2 separate regions of the Triticum aestivum genome follow, and region 2 is linked to region 1. The links are chromatin contacts, called in public Hi-C maps. All regions are on one chromosome and are shown on one strand. The core of a region is the stretch at or near the end of the contact, and the rest is flanking DNA. Distances in the headings are between cores, read along the strand shown.

Evidence for each region. A called contact is a pair of places that touch in the nucleus more often than the background predicts.
Region 2: a contact with region 1 is called in a Hi-C map of leaf, with 2.4 times the contacts expected there. The contact joins the promoter of LOC123110634 here to the enhancer-like site in region 1. A contact is called at or near these places in 2 of 5 Hi-C or Micro-C datasets (both in leaf).

What each region holds. Positions count from the first base shown.
Region 1 is chr5B:104,027,241-104,030,420 of IWGSC CS RefSeq v2.1, reverse strand. It overlaps LOC123114683 (formin-like protein 12), which reads right to left. Exons shown (of 18, transcript XM_044536122.1): 4 at 1,236-3,180; 5 at 962-1,085; 6 at 268-339. Among protein-coding and RNA genes, the nearest start is that of LOC123114683, 5.4 kb to the right of the region's middle. Within about 2 kb of position 1,455, at least 5 of the 8 cell types and tissues checked have an H3K27ac peak or open chromatin away from gene starts, as enhancers often do. A contact at or near this core is called in leaf, where this site is marked.
Region 2 is chr5B:104,076,254-104,079,433 of IWGSC CS RefSeq v2.1, reverse strand. It overlaps LOC123110634, which reads left to right and starts at 1,470. Exons shown (of 18, transcript XM_044531196.1): 1 at 1,470-1,572; 2 at 1,765-1,804; 3 at 1,947-2,020; 4 at 2,688-2,753; 5 at 2,880-2,951. The coding sequence starts at 1,570.

The DNA of each region.
Region 1 (3,180 bases), core at 206-2,705:
ACTTAAATAAAACTGATGAAAACAAGCTATGCTGGATCTTCAACACTACCTAGAAAGAACTTGAGCAATCAACAGGATTGCCCTTCCAATGACAGTATGTGCCCTCTTTGCTACCATGGTTGCTTATGGTGTTTGTCTTGCTGGCTTTGCTGCTAAGCTCCCTTTCTTGTATGTATGTTTGCTCTTACTCAATGAAATTATATGTGCATGCGATGTTTGCATGTTCTCTAGATACAAAGAGACAACAACTAGTAGGGAGATACTTACCATCATCTCGGAGAGTGGCATTTTAATTTTTGTCAACATGATCTCTGTGTTATTTGCCCGTCGTATATCAATCTGTGGATTTTTCAAGGACACCAACAAAACTTTCAGGGTTTTATTTGCACCAGAGGGACACAAGTTTTGTTGTAAGAAAGAAAATACAACTAAAAGAGTCCAATGCAAGCAGTCAGACAAGCTACTTTGAGGTAGCAAAAAATAAAGACATGCTACGAATGCAAAACCGAGTGAAACACCACCTATGCTCTTTCCTTACAGTAAGTTAGTTCATGAGAAAGGCCGTCGCAACGTGCATGTTCTCAACTTTACTATGACTTCAGTCTCACATTGTAACTTGGAGGAGGTAATTTTACACTACTTTCGTGCATGACCTTACATGTGACACATCATATTAAAGAGCAATCATCACGTATTGCTTGTTTAAACCTAAAGTAATTAACATACTATGAAATTGAATAGAGTATTGCACTCTGTCTGCGCTGTAAAAACCTGTCCTCTGAAAGGATATTACAGGGTTTATTAATGAAGAAAAGGTACAAAAAATCATGATGTTGACATGCTATGCACCATAAACTTTGATGCCACTAAAAAATTCAGTGGCATAGCCTAGCTAGATGAGAGAGACTGAACACTGGCGGCGCTTTTGCTTATAGTATTTCAAATTGTTGGAGTAAGTTACCAGGTGAATTTTATCGGTTTTCGAACCAAGAGATTTTCCAGCCCCTTCTGATTTCGAGCCGCCTTTTGTCTTTGGAGCGATAGTGAAAAGAGACGCCAGTTCATTCACATCGAACTCGGAATTGCTGCATAGATGGTGCTATCAGTTAGCAGAATAAGAATGAACGTTAATTATATATTTTGCGAGAATTGAGCTGATAGCGACATTTTCTTATCAGAGCATTTTACGAGAATTCATATCTTCTGGATCAAACAGTTGAAATAACAAAGAGTACCTATCAGCATCTGCTTGCTTTTGAATTTCTGCCCATACACTTCCTTGCATTGCTCTTGTTACTTTGACCCAGTGCAGTGGTTTTAGAGATGACTTCCGTGTTACAGTAAGTGAGGTTGCGCCCAAGGAACGAAGACCTCTTGCACCAGGTGGTGGGGGGCCACCTCGTCCACCAGGAGGTGGAGGGGGGCCACCAGGTACTCCAGGAGGTGGAGGGGGCCCACCAGGTACTCCAGGAGGTGGAGGGGGCCCACCAGGTATTCCGGGGGGCATTGGAGGAGCAGGTGCACCTGGAGGGGGAGGGGGGCCACCTACTCCTCCATGCCCTCTAGGAGGAGGTGGTGGCGGAGTCCCGCCATATCCTCCGGGAGGAGGAGGAGGAGACGGAGCTCCACCTCGAAATCCTGCGGGAGGTGGAGGAGTTGGAGTACCTCCTAGCCCTCCAATAGGCGGTGGTGGAGGTGGAACTCCTCCGATTCCTCCAGGTGGAGGAGGAGGTGGAGGTGCCCCTCCATATCCTCCGGGAGGTGGCGGCGGCGGCGGTGCAGCCCCACCAGAGGCTCCAGGAGGTAGCGGAGGAGGTGGAGGTGCCACTTGGTATCCTCCGGGAAGTGGCGGCGGCGGTGGAGCCACTCCACATGGTACAGGAGGTGGTGGTGGCGGCGATGGAGCCCCTCCATGCACTCCAAGAGGTGGTTTTGGAGGTGGAGCTCCACCTTGAAATCCATCTTGCAGTGGAGTTCCTTCTCGTCCTCTAACAAGTGAAGGCAGTGGAGTTGTTTTATTTCCTTCAGGACAAAGTGGAGGTGGAATTCTTTCCTTTTCTTCACAAAAAGTAGTTGGTGGAGGAATTGGAGCTCCGACTTGACATTCTGGTAGAGTTGGAGATGGGCTTCCTTCAGTAGGATGAGGAGGGAAATTCCCAGCGCTCTCTCTAGGTGGAGGTGGTGGTGGCAGCGGAATTCCAGCATCCCTTGTTAGAGGTGGAGGTGGAGCTATTACATGATCCTGGGAAATGGAAGGAGGCAAAAGTGCTTGATGTTGTCCAAAAGGAGGTGGTGGTGAAGGTGAGGGTACATCATGCCTTTTAGGTGAAATTGGAGGCAAAGGGCAAATTACTTCATGTTCTCTAGGCGGAGGTGGAGGAGGTGGCGGAGATGGTGGTGGTGCAGACGGGGATGATGTATCATTTATATGAAGAGCTGGTGGTTGAGGTAAATGGGGAGATGACAAGGATTGTGTTGAGGGTGTAACTGAAGGTGAGGGCAAAGGTTGTGGAGGTGGCAAAGGCGGGGGTGCAGGTGGTGTTGAAGGTGGGTGACAGGGTTGAGGTGTAAGTATATCAACAGGTGAAATTCCCCTATGCCAGCTGGGTGGATGTGGTGGGGTTGGAATGGTTCCATGTTCTTTTATACGAACTGTGGAGGGTGGGGTTTCATTGATCAGTTCATGCCGCGAGAATTCCTTGCATGCTTCCAAAGGAGGATCTAAAGGCTGTTCATGAGGTACTTCCTCTTTAAGTTTTGAACTTGAAGGATCATTTTCTCCAAGAGGTGGAGGTGAAGAGAGGGGTTGTTTTCCTGGTGCTGCTGCTGCTGCTTCTTTATATGAACAATCTGAAGAAGACTTTGAGCTTATAAGTGGTACCGATTCACTATCATTACATGTAATTGGCAATGGTAGTTGTGGCAGTGGGGGAGGCAGGGGTGGAGGCTGTGGTGTACTATGTTGAGAAGTTTTGGGAGATAGAGAATGAGGCATGTGAAAGAAATACTTTGTATCTTCACTGGTAGTTGGAACATCCATGTCAGTTGATATATTTCTTCTGTTTGCTACTTCTGCGTCTATAAAATCAGAGGCTCCTAAGAGAAAGTCTGTCATCACTATACTACTTTTGGATGGTAAAGTTAGAGAGGAAAAACCTAGGTCGAGAATAGTTTGTCTAT
Region 2 (3,180 bases), core at 221-2,720, 49 kb before region 1:
TCGTCGAGACAAAGGTGACACTGAAGAAAAATCACAAATCAAATACACAATTTAAGAGTAAAAACACTTTAAAGTTTGAGAAGTACCATTGAAAGAACTAATGTCATCATGTACCTCCTGTGCATACATGCATGCATGCATTTTTTTGTGAGAGTTGCATTAACACCTCCAGCATGTGAATGTTCTTTCAGCATGTGCACCGTGCCAAAACTATGTGAAATGAACATAGCAAACATTATGGATATGTTTGAGACGTATGAACTATGTATATCATTTTTTAGGAATATTTGCAAAATACCCAAAATAATACATTATAACAATGAATATAAAAATATTTTCCCAAAAAAGATTTTTTTTCTAAATACTTCAAGAAGTTTAAAATAATTTTTAAGAACACATATTTTTTTAAATATGACCAAAATATGGAATTTTGTTGAAAACTTGAAATTATTGTTAAGCCGAGCGAGAAATATTATTTAAATAAGATGATATAATGAAAAAAAAACATTTGAATATTTGAAATTTTCATTAAATCATGTGTTTTGAAATTCATCATACAATTGAAGCATGTTTTAAAAAAATTGAAAAATTGTGAAAATGCATGTGGAATGCCTTTTTGAAATTGACTGATAAAACTGAAATTAGTTGACATATGTGTGGAATAACTAAAACATGTGCGAACGTAAACTATTTTCAAACAATTTAAAATTGTGTGAAATGTCTACGAAATGTTTTTGATAACTAAAACAATGAAAATATCCATGAAAATGGCTTCGGAAAGGTTATGAAATGACTGAAATATGACTATTTTTATTTTTATGTGTGAATATCTATGAGTTGCATTGCAATCTTGTGTGGAACACTAAAGAGTCACTACAATAAATGAATATCTAACAAATATGAAAATACTGAACCCCAAAAGAAACACATATCGTTTTTAAGTTGCTATGATAATTATTTTGATTTTTTTAAATCATGGAATTGATTTGGATTTTGTTTAAAATTAATGACTTCATTTAACCATATACCAAAAAACAAAATAGAAATAAAAAAGGAAATACAGCTAACAACTACCTGGGTGACTTACGCGTGGTGTGCGTGCATTGGTTCATAGTTGGATGGAGCCCTCCATGCGAAACTATTTTGCGCCCATATGCCTCTATGAATAGGCACATATTTATTGTGTCTTTTGCCGTTGTATAAATAGCAGGAATGAGGTTTAAACATTGTGTATTGCTCTTTCTTTGTTACACGTCAACCTTTATATTAATACAAACATATCTCATTTCCAAGTTCAAAAAACATCTCTCGTTCTTTGCGATAAAAGAAAAAACAAAAGAACGGAGGCCTACACCTGTAACCTTGCCAGGACGGGCCGGAGCATGCATGCTTTCCGACAGGCCGGGCCGCGCGGGCCCTGTTGGTTATAAAGCCACAGTCGTCTCTCTCCAAGAAAAAAAAACGCGAAACGATAATTCGGGGGAAATATAAAGGGGAAAGGAGAAAGCTCCGTGCACTCTGTTTTGCGTCTCGTCTCGGGCTCTCGGCTGAAGAAGAGAAGAACCAAAAATGGTACTCGGAACTCACTCCCCTAGCCCGTGAATTCCCGTCGCGTTCCTCGATTCCTTTCGCGCAGGCGCGGCCGGGTTCGACGCCGCGTGGCGCCGGCGTTCCGCCCGGTCGTCGCGGCGCGGTTCGGTGCAGGTTTTGCCGAGATGACCTCGTCTCTGATTTTGTTTTTGTTTTTTTTCCTGGGGATTTCAGGACAGGAGGGCGGCGGCGCAAGGGGATTACGACGAGCAAGGTGAGGCTGCTGGGCTTATTTGTATTCCGCGTAGTCTGCTGCGGAGAAGCCTAGCGAATTTGTTCTGGGATTTTGGGATCTGATTCTGGGCGTGGCTGTGCACTTGCGCTCTGCATTGAATGACGTGCTGGTATGTGTGCAGACCGGCGGGTGAAAGGCGCCGAGGTGTTCGTCGGCGGGCTGCCGCGGTCGGCGACGGAGGGGACACTCCGAGAGGTTGGTTTTGTCTACACCCACTTGTGTATGAGGTGTTGCTTGTTGGTGTCATTCAGGAATGGTGTACTGCGCAAGGACAGGCTATTACCTCAAGTGCTTGCATCTCCGATGTGATTTGTAGAAGCCATGTTTAGGAACAGTATATTGTCAGCTGAATAACTGTCTGGTAGCATTATATATTCCACCGTTTCGTATTGTTTATCTCCACCTATTAGTTTTCTGCAATCCAACAGGGGGTGACCAACTGGTTTGTAGGTTAATCTGAAATCCTGCTAATGGCACGGTTTACTCGCCAATTTTAGCTGTGGATGTTGTGTAAGACATGCCCAACTCAAATCAAATGTATTGGCACACCTAAACCATGTTTTGTATCTACCAGAAGCTTAACTGGTTCTGTAATTTTTGGATGTGGCTTGGTAAATCTGTCTGCAGGCAATATTGCCGTGTTCTAGCTCGTAATAACAGAAATATGTAGTACTACAATGGCTAGAAATTTTGCTCAATTATTGGTTATTGGACTGCTGAGCTTTAAGTATACTTTCTCCATTGTAAATTAATAATAGTCACATAGTTGATTCATTAACTTTCATCTATTCGTGAAAAAAGGGTTTTTTTTTCATTTCTTCTGGTCGCCACATACTCGTTGGACTGACCATTTCATCAGCAGATATTTTCTACTTGTGGTGAGATTGTCGACTTGCGCATAATGAAGGATCAGAATGGTGTTTCCAAGGTCTGGTTTTATTGCAACTCTTATGACATTGCAATAGATGTTTCGATTCTTCAGACAATAGTAATATACTATCGAGTAACTTTTATCACGAATTTTATCAACATTAATTTTCCCAAACTTCCTCAGGGATTTGGATTTGTGAGATTTGCAGAAAGGGAGTGTGCTTATATTGCTAAAAGGCAAAAGAATGGGATTGAGGCAAGAACACCAAACTTCTTTTTAATTGCTGTAGAAATTTCCATATCACACATTGTATGTACATATGTTTTAAAACTTTCTAATCCCCCATTTCCTCAAATCTCAAGTAGAATCTAGGAAATAATCAACTGTTGTCTTTACTATAAGAGTACTTTTTCAATGATATACTATAAGGAACTAGACATGATTGCAAATAAATTGGTGACACCCACCAACCTGCTTTTTATTG